3 separate regions of the Mus musculus genome follow, and regions 1 and 2 are each linked to region 3. Evidence: chromatin contacts called from public Hi-C and HiChIP or PLAC-seq data. All regions are on one chromosome and are shown on one strand. The core of a region is the stretch at or near the end of the contact, and the rest is flanking DNA. Distances in the headings are between cores, read along the strand shown. Region 1 has its middle 12 kb from the start of Gm41230. Region 2 overlaps Gm41230 (predicted gene, 41230). Region 3 has its middle 27 kb from the start of Klf5.

Evidence for each region. A called contact is a pair of places that touch in the nucleus more often than the background predicts. HiChIP or PLAC-seq counts read pairs in DNA pulled down with a chosen protein or histone mark.
Region 1: a contact with region 3 is called in an Esrrb HiChIP or PLAC-seq map of embryonic stem cells, with 5 times the contacts expected there. The contact joins two enhancer-like sites. A contact is called at or near these places in 8 of 484 Hi-C or Micro-C datasets (the AtT-20 cell line, colorectal tumor organoids, cortical neurons and 1 more), 9 of 115 datasets of contacts at active chromatin or transcription factors (SST interneurons, a colorectal cancer cell line and embryonic stem cells) and 1 of 9 other capture datasets (embryonic stem cells).
Region 2: a contact with region 3 is called in a Hi-C map of pancreatic cancer cells, with 5 times the contacts expected there. The contact joins two enhancer-like sites. A contact is called at or near these places in 2 of 484 Hi-C or Micro-C datasets (the AML12 cell line and pancreatic cancer cells) and 2 of 115 datasets of contacts at active chromatin or transcription factors (both in embryonic stem cells).

What each region holds. Positions count from the first base shown.
Region 1 is chr14:99,507,779-99,511,857 of GRCm38.p6, forward strand. No RefSeq gene overlaps it. Among named protein-coding and RNA genes, the nearest start is that of Gm41230, 12 kb to the right of the region's middle. Within about 2 kb of position 2,528, at least 10 of the 459 cell types and tissues checked have an H3K27ac peak or open chromatin away from gene starts, as enhancers often do. A contact at or near this core is called in colorectal tumor organoids and embryonic stem cells, where this site is marked.
Region 2 is chr14:99,546,441-99,550,722 of GRCm38.p6, forward strand. All of the region lies in intron 1 of Gm41230 (predicted gene, 41230), which reads left to right. Among named protein-coding and RNA genes, the nearest start is that of Gm41230, 27 kb to the left of the region's middle. Within about 2 kb of position 2,316, at least 72 of the 459 cell types and tissues checked have an H3K27ac peak or open chromatin away from gene starts, as enhancers often do. A contact at or near this core is called in the AML12 cell line and pancreatic cancer cells, where this site is marked.
Region 3 is chr14:99,323,461-99,327,710 of GRCm38.p6, forward strand. No RefSeq gene overlaps it. Among named protein-coding and RNA genes, the nearest start is that of Klf5, 27 kb to the left of the region's middle. Within about 2 kb of position 1,266, at least 75 of the 459 cell types and tissues checked have an H3K27ac peak or open chromatin away from gene starts, as enhancers often do. A contact at or near this core is called in the AML12 cell line, colorectal tumor organoids, embryonic stem cells and 1 more, where this site is marked.

The DNA of each region.
Region 1 (4,079 bases), core at 1,278-3,777, 190 kb after region 3:
GGTTAAGAGCACTGACTATTCTTCCAGAGGTCCTGAGTTTGATTCCCAGCAACCACATGGTGGCTCACAACCATATGTAGTGGGATCTGATGTCCTCTTCTGGTGTGTCTGAAGACAGCTACAATGTACTCATATACAATCAATCAATCAATCAATAAATCTGAGAGAGAGAGAGAGAGAGAGAGAGAGAGAGAGAGAGAGAGAGAGAGAGAGAGAGAGAGAGAGAGAGAGAGAGAGAGAGTTAATCTGATAAGCTTGGAGTCCTTAGTAAAAGGGATAAACTGGGCCCAAGGATACACAGAAAACATGATGTCTGAAATCAGAGATTCTTGCCAAGGATTCAATGTCTCCTCCATACACTAGAAAGAGTGATTTTGTGTCTGTGACCTTAGAAGAAGCATGGTCTTGTAGACATGTGAATGTCTGACGTTCAGAACCATAAACTCAAATTCATGGTTTTGAGCTCCCCTAAACTTGGTTGTAGCAGCTATAACCAACAAATACAGCACAAATGATGTTCAGAAAGGTGGTTTACACGGCCATTTTCAATGATGTGTGACTTTTTACTAGACCAATAAGACTTATGCTAACTTGGGTAAGGGAGTGTCAATAGTTTGATATGTTATTTTCAGTGAGAGGTTTCTTACCTGTTATACATAGGCAATGTTCTTTAAAAGCATTGGATTTTTCCTAAGGCAATGATTCTGCAACCTGTCCTTGACCAGAAAATGCATTGTTTGCTTTAATTGTTGCTATTCATTAAGCAACTTTGTTTGCTTTATTTGTTTGTTTATTTATTGAGACAAGGTTTCTCTGTGCAGCTCTGGCTTTTCTGAATCTTGCTCAGTAGACCCGGCTAGCCTCAAACTCAGAGATTTCCCCGCCTGCCTTTGACTCCTGATTAAACCTTAATTGATTACCTAAAAGCACTGGGTTTATTCCAGAGATGACGTCTAATACTTCTGCATTTCTGAGAATGTTCCTTGAGTGAGCATGTCTTTAACTCTGATGCTGTTGCGTCTATCTGTGGAAGAAGGAAGTTTTATCCTCTCAGGTTTGGAACACCCTGAACAGACAGCTATACTCATGGAAAGTTCAGGAGTCACTCGGACCTTTGGAATTGCCAACAGTGGTCTTCCTCTAAGACAATGCTCTCAACCTTCCTAATGCTGTGACCCTTTAATGCAGACTCATGCTGTGGTGACCCCCCAACTATAAAACTATTGTGTTCCTACTTCATAACTGTGATTTTGCTACTGTTGTGAATTGTAATGGGAATATCTGTGTTTTCTGATGGTCTTAGGCAGCCCCTGTGAAAGGCTCTGTTCGACCCCTACAGGTTGAGAACCACTGCTCTAAGACTTTTGGTTACCTTGGCAATAATGCTTGGACATCAGTCTTGCTCCTACCTCATCCAACTAGTAAATTAATTTGCATATCTGGCCACACAGCGAGATGTGGGGCTTCATAGCATGTTTGCGCTGTATGTATTATTTTATTTGGAGTTTCCTGGCTAACCTTTTTCTATATTTTGCAACATGCCTCCCACATCTTACACAACTTTAATTTTCCCCCTAAATGTTTTAAATCATATTTTAACACAACAGAACTTGGCAGTTTTAAATGTTTTTGAAGGTTTCCTTGCATCTCTTTTTACTTTAGAGAATGCTAAATCAAATTTTAGTAAATTGTGTTTGAGTTCCTCCACAAATGCAGGAACTCAATATTTTTTTTTCATGGAAATATGATGAATTCTTAAGTTTTGGTGTCCCAAATTTTTGGCTTTAAAACTTTAAAAATCTTGGACATTTCATTAGTTTAAAATAGCCCTATAATTACATTGGAGTATTTCTTCATGTTTGAATATCTATGCCAAAGAAATATTTTTGTTATTTTGAAATGTTTGAGATATTTGTTCTTATTGGCAGATTTTAATTGGTGAATATAAATAAGGACTACCTGTTAAATTCCCAATTCTTAGAAAATTATAAGCTCATGCAATTGAATAAGAAATGAAGCAATTCTTATGGCTGAGCTTCTACCATTAAATAGTGCTTTAAAGTTTTCTGAACTTCATGTGAACCTTTATTTTCATTCAAGTTCCATTAAGGAATTTGAAAGGGGAGTGGCAGAGACTCTTTGAATTTTTCTCTAAAGCTACTTTAACCCTCTGAAAGCCTGCTCCAAGGCAGAGAAAGGAAGCAGCTTTTCCTGCTGGAGTTCCTTCCTTCTCACAGGACAGCATAGACTGAGGTACATAGGTTCTCTGAGGGCAGGCTGCATGGCGAGGTCTGTCAACAAGCTGTGGAACACACAAGAAGAAAAGCATGTGTTTCTGACCTCCTGGGTCTTCCCTTCTCTGTGATTGCACTGACCTGTGGCCCAAATCACAAGCCTGGGAAAGTCTTTCATGATATTACCACTGCCCGTCCCCCATGTCCACTGTTTCTCAGTTTCTAGGAGAGCTGCTTCTTGCTTTGCAGGTGTGACTTTGTCTCTTCTGCTGCACCCTTCACTCAGACAATTACAATAGACTCTTAAATGGTCTTCTAGCCCAGGCTTCACTCCTGTCTGAGCTTCATTCTAACGCTAATGAAGTCCTATCAACTGTAAAGATCACCTTGGTTTCAAAGGCTTCTCACAGTCTTTACAATTAATCTTAATTTCCAAAGCCCAGCCTTACCTTTTCCTGTAGCTACTTAAGCCCTCCTCCATGTCCCAGGGTCACTGTGTGTGATGTAGTCATAGGTACAACTGTAGTGAACACTGTGTTCGCTACTATCTGTGTGGTAGAAGCTCTTTCTGCCTGAAATGCTTTTCTTGCCCTGCCCTTGAAAGCCCAGATTTTCTTGAATGGAACCCTTCTTTGAACTGTCCCTCTCTGCTGCACATATTTCTTCCACATATCCCATATCAATATATATCAATATCATATCAATATATACCAATTCAATATCAAGACATCAAGCAATATCTCTATGCTTCTCCACCCCCTCCACTGTCCCCCGAAGCCAGACTCTTGAAAACAGAAGCTGTTGCATCTGTTTTGCTATCCAAGATGCTAGATTCCCACCGTTTGCCCAAAAGATAGAGGCGTTTGATATTTGTTTGCTTTCATGGTTCGGGATGGAATGAGTCAACGCAAGTCAAATAACTTTGGTGTCTGCAACTCTGGACTCTGTATAGTTTCTTTGTGCATCTGAGGTGTGTTTGTTTCTATGGTAGCTTCCCTCCCATCTCAGCAGTGTCTGACCCTGCCCACTGCTTTTGCGATTTACCTATAGCTTCTGCTTCTAACAGGAACTGGCTTTCGCCCAGAGCAAGTGTTATCTGCTTTCTCATATCTTATTTCTCTTCCTTCAGTAGGGCATCAGCAGGCTTACCATGGGTGCAGTGCAATTGGCAGCTATCAGAGTCAAAACTCATTAATAAAAAAATGATAATGCTTCAAAGAACATTACATTACTCCTTCAAAGTCTTTGTGAACATTATCTTATTAATCATCACAATAGCTCAGGGGAAGATAAACATTGTTGGTTATCTTACCTCAGTCATATTTTGAAGGACTTCACCCCCCTCTTCTTGTTATTGTTTGATTATGCTATGAAATCTGGGTAGTGATTTTCATACCAGCTATTTGGATATAATTTGATATGCTGATGTAGAATTTCCTTGGATCAGTAAGGTAGCTTTTATTTTTATTTTAGATGTCATACCCAAACTCTTGTAGAATTCTTTCCAAAGACCCAAGAATAGAAAAATAAGAAAAAGACTCAGATATTTTAACCAAAGAATGAAGTCTTCCAGATAGCTTGATGCTAATTAAACATTGTTTATGATGTGACATAAATCAACCTAAACACAGTAGATGCCTAAATAGTGGACAGAGATGAAGCATTACTCTATAATCTAGATATCTGAAGGAAGAACATAGATGGGAAAGTAAACGTCATGGTCCAGGATGCCATTGGTAACATATTACAAAGCCAAAGGAGACATATTTTAGGAAAATATTTTAGTAAGGGGATGTTTGAGGTGCTGAAAATAGAACTCAAAGAGCCTGGATTTTAAAAATCCAC
Region 2 (4,282 bases), core at 1,066-3,565, 220 kb after region 3:
CCTCAAAACAAAATATCTTTATTCTATCAATTTGCATTGAGATTTAGCTTAAATATAATCCTAATATTTTATTATAACCAAGATAGTTTACAAAATTACTGTTTTGTGGTACTAGACATTTCTGACAACATATACTACATATAGTGTCTTAATGTAAGATGGCTTCCTCTTGTATTCCATATAAAAGTGATGATTTCCATTCATCTCCAAAAAAATACAAAAAGAATATCATCAACATACTTACATATTCCATATTTCCTTTTATTTTAAATCCCATGTTTACTATTAGTAATCATGGAAGCTCTGCTGTATACAAAGGATGCTGGGAGCTGTGGTCTCTGTGAAAATGACAGACTCTGGGTCTGTTGCCTTTGCACTCTCACAGGGTATAAATAGAGCCAGTTAGTATATGAGTTGAAAGACACACTCTGAGTTTGACGCTTTCATTCAAGTATCTTAATGTGCCTTGGACTGTGTGCAAGTTGACAAGGAGCCAAAGCACCAAAGCAAAAAGAATATAGTCTGTTGAAAAACCAGTTTCAAGTCAGAACCTCTTTAGTGGACTGACTTTTGAATATATTCACTTTCTCTCTTTCTTTCTTTCTTTCTTTCTTTCTTTCTTTCTTTCTTTCTTTCTTTCTTTCTTTCTTTCTTTCTTTCTTTCTTTCTTTCTTTCTTTCTTTCTTTCTTTCTTTCTTTCTTCCTTCCTTCCTTCCTTCCTTCCTTCCTTCTCTTCTTCTTCTTCTTCTTCTTCTTCTTCTTCTTCTTCTTCTTCTTCTTCTTCTTCTTCTTCTCCTCCTCCTCCTCCTTCTCCTCCTCCCCCCCCCTCCTCCTCCTCCTCCTCCTCCTCCTCCTCCTCCTTCTTCTTCTTCTTCTTCTTCTTTTTCTTCTTCTTCTTCTTCTTCTTCTTCTATCTCCACTGTGGTTCAGATGAATACCTTTGAATAAAACATTGAGGAAAAGATTATTCTAAAAATTCCAAAGCCATTTTCAGACACATGTAATCCAAGTACCTGGGAGGGAGAGTGAGGAGAATTGTAGTTGAATCCAGGCTGGGCTATAGAAAAAACACTTTACCTCAAATAAGACAAAACAAACAATTAATAAAATAGGGATCAGTTTCTGCCTGCTTCTGCTTCCACATGACATTGGACACCTTGCTATAAATTTTATTGCTATGGAAATTAATAGCAGAATGTCTTCAGGTCCTACTCTGATAGCTCTGAAAACTTGGAGCGTGGGGGCAGGAGTAGAGGCAGGGGACTGCAAACTACTTAGATGTTGGATCTCAATTGATTTTTTACAGCTCTTATATTTATGAAAAGGCTGAGGATTGGTGGCATATAAGGGAGAAGATGATTTTACTTGTCTGGAAAATGCAAACATCTGCCTCTTTTCTCTGAATACCTTCTGATTTATGTGCCTGTACGAACTTGATAGCTATAAAACCAACTAGCAATGTAATATATTGGAATTATATTCTCCCTTTGCTTTAGGGAGCTCCAGAACCTAGGAAGTGAGTAATGATATTGCATGGATAGATGAACTTAATTCTTTCATCATCGAATTTTGTTTGTGACTGCATGGTAACAACTGCAACAATAGAGACTAAGCACGCACTGCTCGGAGCGATTCTGTTTCTTGTTCGCTTCAGGAAGAAGCAGCTATGTTCCATAATTTAAAGAATGCTTCTGTCCTCGCTCAACATCACCATGACTCAGCAATTTAACCTTGTGCAGTGGAAGCAGAAGAAAAGTAGGACATTTGGATTCTGGCTTAGTGGGGTATGGGTGTGGGGCTCCCTAACCAAGTCAATTCCATCTTGAAACTCAATGTCCCATCTTTTGAGAGCTACATATCTGAAGAATGGGTCCTATCCTGAGCATTTGTCTTGACAGTAGTGAGTCTTAGAGAGCCTTCACTCCTTCTGTTCATCTGATATCGTCATCCTCTCTCCCCTAGGGAAAGAATGTCCCTTATTTGTCCACATGCAGGGACTTCAGTGACCTGTGTTGAAGCTTTGGAAAACTCTTCTTAGCATTTTGATCTATTTCCCTCATTCATCTCTAAGGCCAGTGTTTTGTAAGGCCTGTTGGTGACTGTAAGTTCCGTTCCCACTGGAGCGGCTGTTGTCTCTTCCATTATCTCTGCCTGTCATTCTTTCCCTGGTCTCTGCTTTCCCATTCTGAGGCGGCTACTCTGGACTTTCTTTAGTTAAGCTATAATTGAAATCTGATTTCATAAGCCCATTACTGTGGCCAGATGACAGAAGAGCCTCTCGAAGGGCACACTTAATACAGGAAGTGAGGTTAATGATTCAGTAGGCGAAACTTCCTTGTGACTCACAGTGCCACCTAATAAAATGCCTTGCTCACAACGGAGACTTAGTAAATGTTTGTGGACTGATTGCTAGACTGCCGATAAAGCCCGAGAATAAGGAAAATGTCATGTAGAAATCACCTCTTTCAGTCCAGCAAACAGGGGTGCTGGAAATAAACCGGCACATCTGAAATGGAATGTAAGGGACTTGGACGTAGAACTGTCCCATCAATGGCTGTACTTTATACCCTCTGTGTCTTCTTTGTACCGTCATCTTTATTTATCTCTGAGATTCAATCTCCTTATATAGTTCAGGCTGGCCAGAACTAACAGTCACCCCCCTGCCCCCATCAGCTTCCTGAGTATTGAGATTACAGACTTTTTTACTTTAAAAACTTTGTATCCTGTTACTACATAGACTTAGCTGCTGCACAAGACATCTCAGATGGCTCTTTGGGACGAGGCGCAGTTAAAAGGAGAGAAAAAATAAAAAAGAGTAAACATTAGGAAGACAATATAAAAGTGTAGATTCCTAACTGTGCCTTTGCCAAATGTTTACACCAAATACAACCTGGATTGCAAGGTGGGTTTCACGTGGTTGATTACCAATGGTGCTGTAACTGGTGACAACTCATTCAGTCTATGACAGAGCCCACTCTGCTCACATGTGGTAAGTTCAATTATGCAGGCCCTTAGGATAGCTCGTGCCTGAAGCTCATGGCCTTGAGTAGCTTAGCAGTGGATTTTGCATTCCTACAAACTTAGGGACATCATAAAAATGTATATATATGTATGCAGCCACATCATTTTGCATATATTTAAGCAAGCTTATGTAATATTTCTGAGATTTTTTGTTTGTTTGTTTTGGTTTTTGGTTTTTCATGATAGGGTTTCTTTGTGTAGTCCTAGTTGTCCTGGAACTCACTTTTGTAGACCAGGCTTGCCTTGAACTCAGAAATCTGCCTGCCTCTGCCTCCCAAGTGCTGGGATTAAACCTCCACCCAGTTTGTTTCTGAGATTCTTTGTTGACACTTCATGGAATCATGAAGAAAAACAAATAAAAAACCCGAGAATCTCTGGCTAAGAGACTCTGTGCACATCTATTCTAGTATAGTCATTTGTCTTACTTTGTTCAGGAGAGGAGACCATGGTGTTAAATCTTTAAATCTATTTTGCACAACATCAGAGAAGCATTTTTCTTTAAAAATAAGTTTAAAACACCACAAGTTTCATTCTGTCAACATAATTTCATGCTAGAACTTGTGATTTTTTTTCTCACTTTAGACATGACTCATAAAGTTAGACTTCTATCAATGTGTCACATGATGATAATTAAAGTAATTTCCAGTTCTAGAAATAAGAATTTTAGGAATCTCTAAGATGAGAATGACTCTATCCAGAGAAATAAACCAAGCCAGGAGGATCAGCTAGGTCCAGCCACCTGCCTTGGTAAATAGGATTGTACAAGAGTTCAGAGGCAGCCACTTGGTGTTCCTGGGGCTGGCTTTGTACTTCGTAGGCTGAATTGGACAATTGTGACAAAGGCTGTATAATAATAGCAAAACTCAAAATGTTCTCACCTAGATTTTAAGGAAAAGTATACTGACCTTTGTCCTACAGTGTTCCAACACACAAATTCTCAGCCTCAGCATCATTGGCATGATTGTTTGGATAGTCTTTCTTGCTGTTAGGGACATCTTTTGCCTTGTAGGATGTTGCCTAATATCTCTTATGTCTGATACCTACCTGATATCAGAAGACACACCCCTACTTTCAGTGTGACAAGAAAAAAAGTTTCCAGTTACTACTAAATATCTATTTGAGCAACACTATGTACCTATGTAGATGTTCTTTGTGCCTTAAGCATCTCTTCTACCATTAGGAAGCTCTCTGTTTTCTTTCAAAGAAGAAAATAGTTTCTGCTATGATATCAATTCAAATCTCATTCAACTTTTAAGCAATT
Region 3 (4,250 bases), core at 16-2,515:
GAAATGCATGCTTTGCACGTGCATGAGTGCACATGTGTGAGAGTTCATTTGCTGGGGTTCCTACGCTCGTCTTGCTTGTTAGCTTGAGGATCCTCTGCATTTCCCTTCCTGGGCTGTCATTGCGGCTGGTTGCTATGCCTACCTAGCATTTACATGTTCTAGAGGAGTGGAACTCCAGTCCTGATGTTTGTGCATCAAGCCGTTTAACCACTGAATCATCTCTCAAGCCCAATGTGCTTATTATTGTATTAACCTGACAGAGGAAGAAAATACTAACCAGGAAGTTGAAGTGGCTTGTCTTTCCTAGTTGAAGTGTAGCAATAGAAAGCCAATGTTTGGGAGAGAGGGGTGTCAGAGGCCTTGGATACCACTATTCTGGAAGCAGAGACAGATAGATCCTGAGATTTGAGGCTAGTCTGGTCTACAGAGTGAGTTCCAGGACAGCCAGGGCTATACAAAGAAAATCTGTCTCAAAAGAAAGAAAAGGAAGGGAGGGAGACAGGTGGGAGGGAAGGAGAGAGGGAAGAAGGAAGGAAGGAAGGAAGGAAGGAAGGAAGGAAGGAAGGAAGGAAGGAAGGAAGAGGAAGGAAGGAAGGAAGGAAGGAAGGGAGGGAGACAGGTGGGAGGAAAGGAGAGAGGGAAGAAGGAAGGAAGGAAGGAAGGAAGGAAGGAAGGAAGGAAGGAAGGAAGGATGGAGAGAGAGAGAGAGAGAGAGAGAGAGAGAGAGAGAGAGAGAGAGAGAGAGAGATCGGTGTTCCAAATTCAGGCCCACACCTCTTCCATGTGTGCGTGACCCCCTACTTCCGATCCGTGTAGGTCATCCTATCATAACCAAGAAGCTAAGGAGGCTGGACCCCAAGACAGCTTTCAGTTTATGCACAGGCTTTCCCAGGCTCCTTTGCCGTTCAGCAAACCTTGGCCAGCCTATAGATGTTAGCCTGGAGAAGACGATGTAAGTGGGTCTATCTGCTTGGAGAAGGAACTACAGATCCCACCTATCCCTAGAGGACCCAGGGAGGACTTGAGCTGTCGGGCAGAGGACCAGACTCCAGAGCTGGAGAAGCCACCCAGGAAGTGCTCTGTCCACCAACTGAAAAAAAAGCTCTGTGCCACCGAATGGCATGTCTGCTGCTCGGACTTAGAGAGGAAGGGAGAAAAGTGCCCAGGCCTTTGATCTGATCTATGGGCCACCAGCCCTCCTCCCCCACCTGAGACTTCCTGAGGCAGGAAGTGGTGACATCACCTGGGTCTGTCAGCGCTCTTGGGTACTGACTCATCACCATTGCTGGCATACTGATCCCTCAGATTTCCAAGCACATTTCCAGGCCTCAACAATGACCACCTCACTTGCAACTTTAATTGGCCTGTTCTTCCGCTGGCTTCCTGCTTCCTACCCTTTTATTATTCAAAAGTGTGTCTCAAACACTTTATTCTTCCATTCCTAAGTATTTCAGTAGGAATTCCTTTAGTACACACCACTTGTGACTCCTCCTGCGGAGCTGTCTACCTCCCCCTACTCCCTGCCTCTCTGTGGGCCACCACTCTTCCAGGGCAAGACTTCCTGTTGGACTGTCCTTCAGAGTCCTTGTAGGACCTGCTAAGCTTTGTTAAGATTATCCTGCTGCTCTTAGTTCTAAGGTGGAGGCGGTCAGGTCATAAGAATGGTTAAGTGAATGACAGTCCCCTTGACCCATGGCCTCAGCGTTGGATAGGACTGTGGTTTCCAACCATCGGCTCTCTCAGTGCTTTAGGAAAATCCCCTCCACTTAGTTGCATCTGCGTGGGCTTGAGGGTTTCTGAATATAGATCATTAGATATGGAACCAAGGTGGCAAGGGTTATAGACATTTATGATTTTACATTTACATATTTAAAACATTTTTTTCTCATGGAAATTCTCATACAAATATAAAAGGAGCCAGGCATAATGAACAATCACTCTCTGTATTCAGCTTTAACAAGGGGCCAACTCACATCTGACTTAAATTTCCCGGGCCTTCTACCTGCCCGTGCTTGTTACTCCTTTATTATCTAAAAGCACACCTCAAACTCGTTATTATTCCATTTGTAACTATTTAGGTGGAGATGACAAGCATTACTTTTAAAATGTCACTACAACATACGCCCACTTCTGCACTGCAACAGTGAACCACCTCTGCACACAGGAAGTAATTATTTGTGTGTGTGTGTGTGTGTGTGTATATATATATATATATATTGGTTTGCTTTCTTGTTTTGTTGTAAGATCTCAAGTAGCCCAGGCTGGCCCCAAACACGCGGTGTAGGCGAGGATGACCTTGAACTCTCGATTCCCTGCCTACCTCGTGGGACTATAGACATGCGCCACAGTGCCTGATTGTGCTCACAGCTAGGGATCAAACCCAGGGCCTCGCTCATGCTGGACTAGCTCTGCACCTTGTGGGCTTAGCCTAAAATAATCCGGCTGACTGCAAAACAAGGTGGTGCACTCCTGTCATCTCAATGCTTAGAGGCTGAGGCAGCTAGGACTACATGGTGAGACCCTGTCTTGAACAGACAATCATTAATTGTAACGCCATTTTAAGTTTGAATGGGTTCTGGGAACTGACTGAAGAAAAGCACTGAGCTATCCTTCTGAGAACGGAGCTGCTCTTGAGAGTAGCACTCTGGAGAAAAAGGCAAAGCTCACAAGAAGAACACAGCCAAAACTGAGCAGAATTGTCACTGGAAGTGGCAGGCCCAGCCTTGGCTGGCTGGCTGGCTTGCTTGCTTGCTTGCTTTGAACCCTGCTATAGCACAGTCATGAATACCAGAGGACATCAAAAGGCAGCTGTGCCCGGCTCAGAATAAAACAGCTGAGCTAAACAACCAAATCCAAACAGCTGTACTGTCTTTGGACTCAGCATTGCGTTTAGACTTAGTGTTACATTAAAATTAGATGTTTTCTATCTCCAGACCTTTTTTTTTTTTTTTTTTTTGTTCTGGCAGGAAAAAAAAACAAAAAAAAAAAACAAAAAAACCAAAAAACCAAAAACAAAACAAAAAAAAACAAACCCCAAAAACCCCAACAAAACAACTGAAGCATTTTCCTTCACCTATAACTGTTCCTTTCAGTCATTTGCACAGAGCCTGAAGGAAAACGTTAGTTGTTGTGGAAGCTGACTGGTGGTCACTTCTGAGCTGAGCTAACCCTATTCTCATCATTTCATGACCTAGGATTTGCCCGCGTTTCTCTGACTACCCTTTATGACCCCGGGGAGGAAGCTCAGTAGCAACTATTCTGAAATTTTGTTTGTAAAGATTTACTTTGTCTTTTTGCTGAACGGTTGGACATTAGATCTGCGGCCCTAAGGTGTCAGGTAAGGGCTCCACTTTGGAACACTATCCTCAGTCCTTTGTGACTCATATTTTACTTTGAGACTGAATCTCACAAAATAAGCAAGTTTGGCTTTTTACTCAAGATCCCCCAGGTTCTGCCTCTGGATCAGCTAAGGTCACAGATATGTGTCACTATAACCTCTGCACGGGACATTGTAGCCTCATAAGGAAGAATTACAATGCATTTCAGTCTATTTTTTTCTAAGACAAGATTTCACTGTGCCGAACAGGCTGGTCCAAGACTTGCGATGTAGACTAGGCTGGACTTGAACACATGACCTTCTTCTTGCTTTAGTGTTCCAATGCTGAAATTGCAAGTATGTGACCCTGTACGTGGCTAGTATTTTATTCCTTTTTGCTTGCTTTATTCCGTTTTGATTACTAGATAGTTATCAAGCCCGGAATGGTGGCACACACCTTTAATCCCAGCACTGGCTGAGAGACAGAGGCAGGGTGGTTTCTGGAGGTTTCAGGTTGAACTGTACCCAGAACCTCAGGCAAGCCAGACAAGTGTTACACCTCCGACCCATTTAAAAGTTACTATTATTCTTTTGAGATGGTGCCTTGCTATTTAGCCGTGGCTGGCCTGGTACTTGCTTTGTATTTGTAGTCCTGAAGGGTCTTGAGCCTGTGGCAATCCCGTGGCCTCTGCCTCTTGGCTACTTGGATTATGGTGTATGTCCCCTTGCTGTGGTTTTTGTTGTTGTTATTGTTGTTGTTTTTAATTGAAGCCAGGTTCTCGCTAAATCGCCCAAGCTAGCATCGAACTTGGGATCTCCTTGTATCCTCCACAGTAGTAAGAACTCCAGGGTCAGTCTGTCCTTTTTAGAGAACAGTTAATTATAAAGCTGAGGGTTGTGGCACACACTTGTGATGGGAACACCTAAGGAGGTG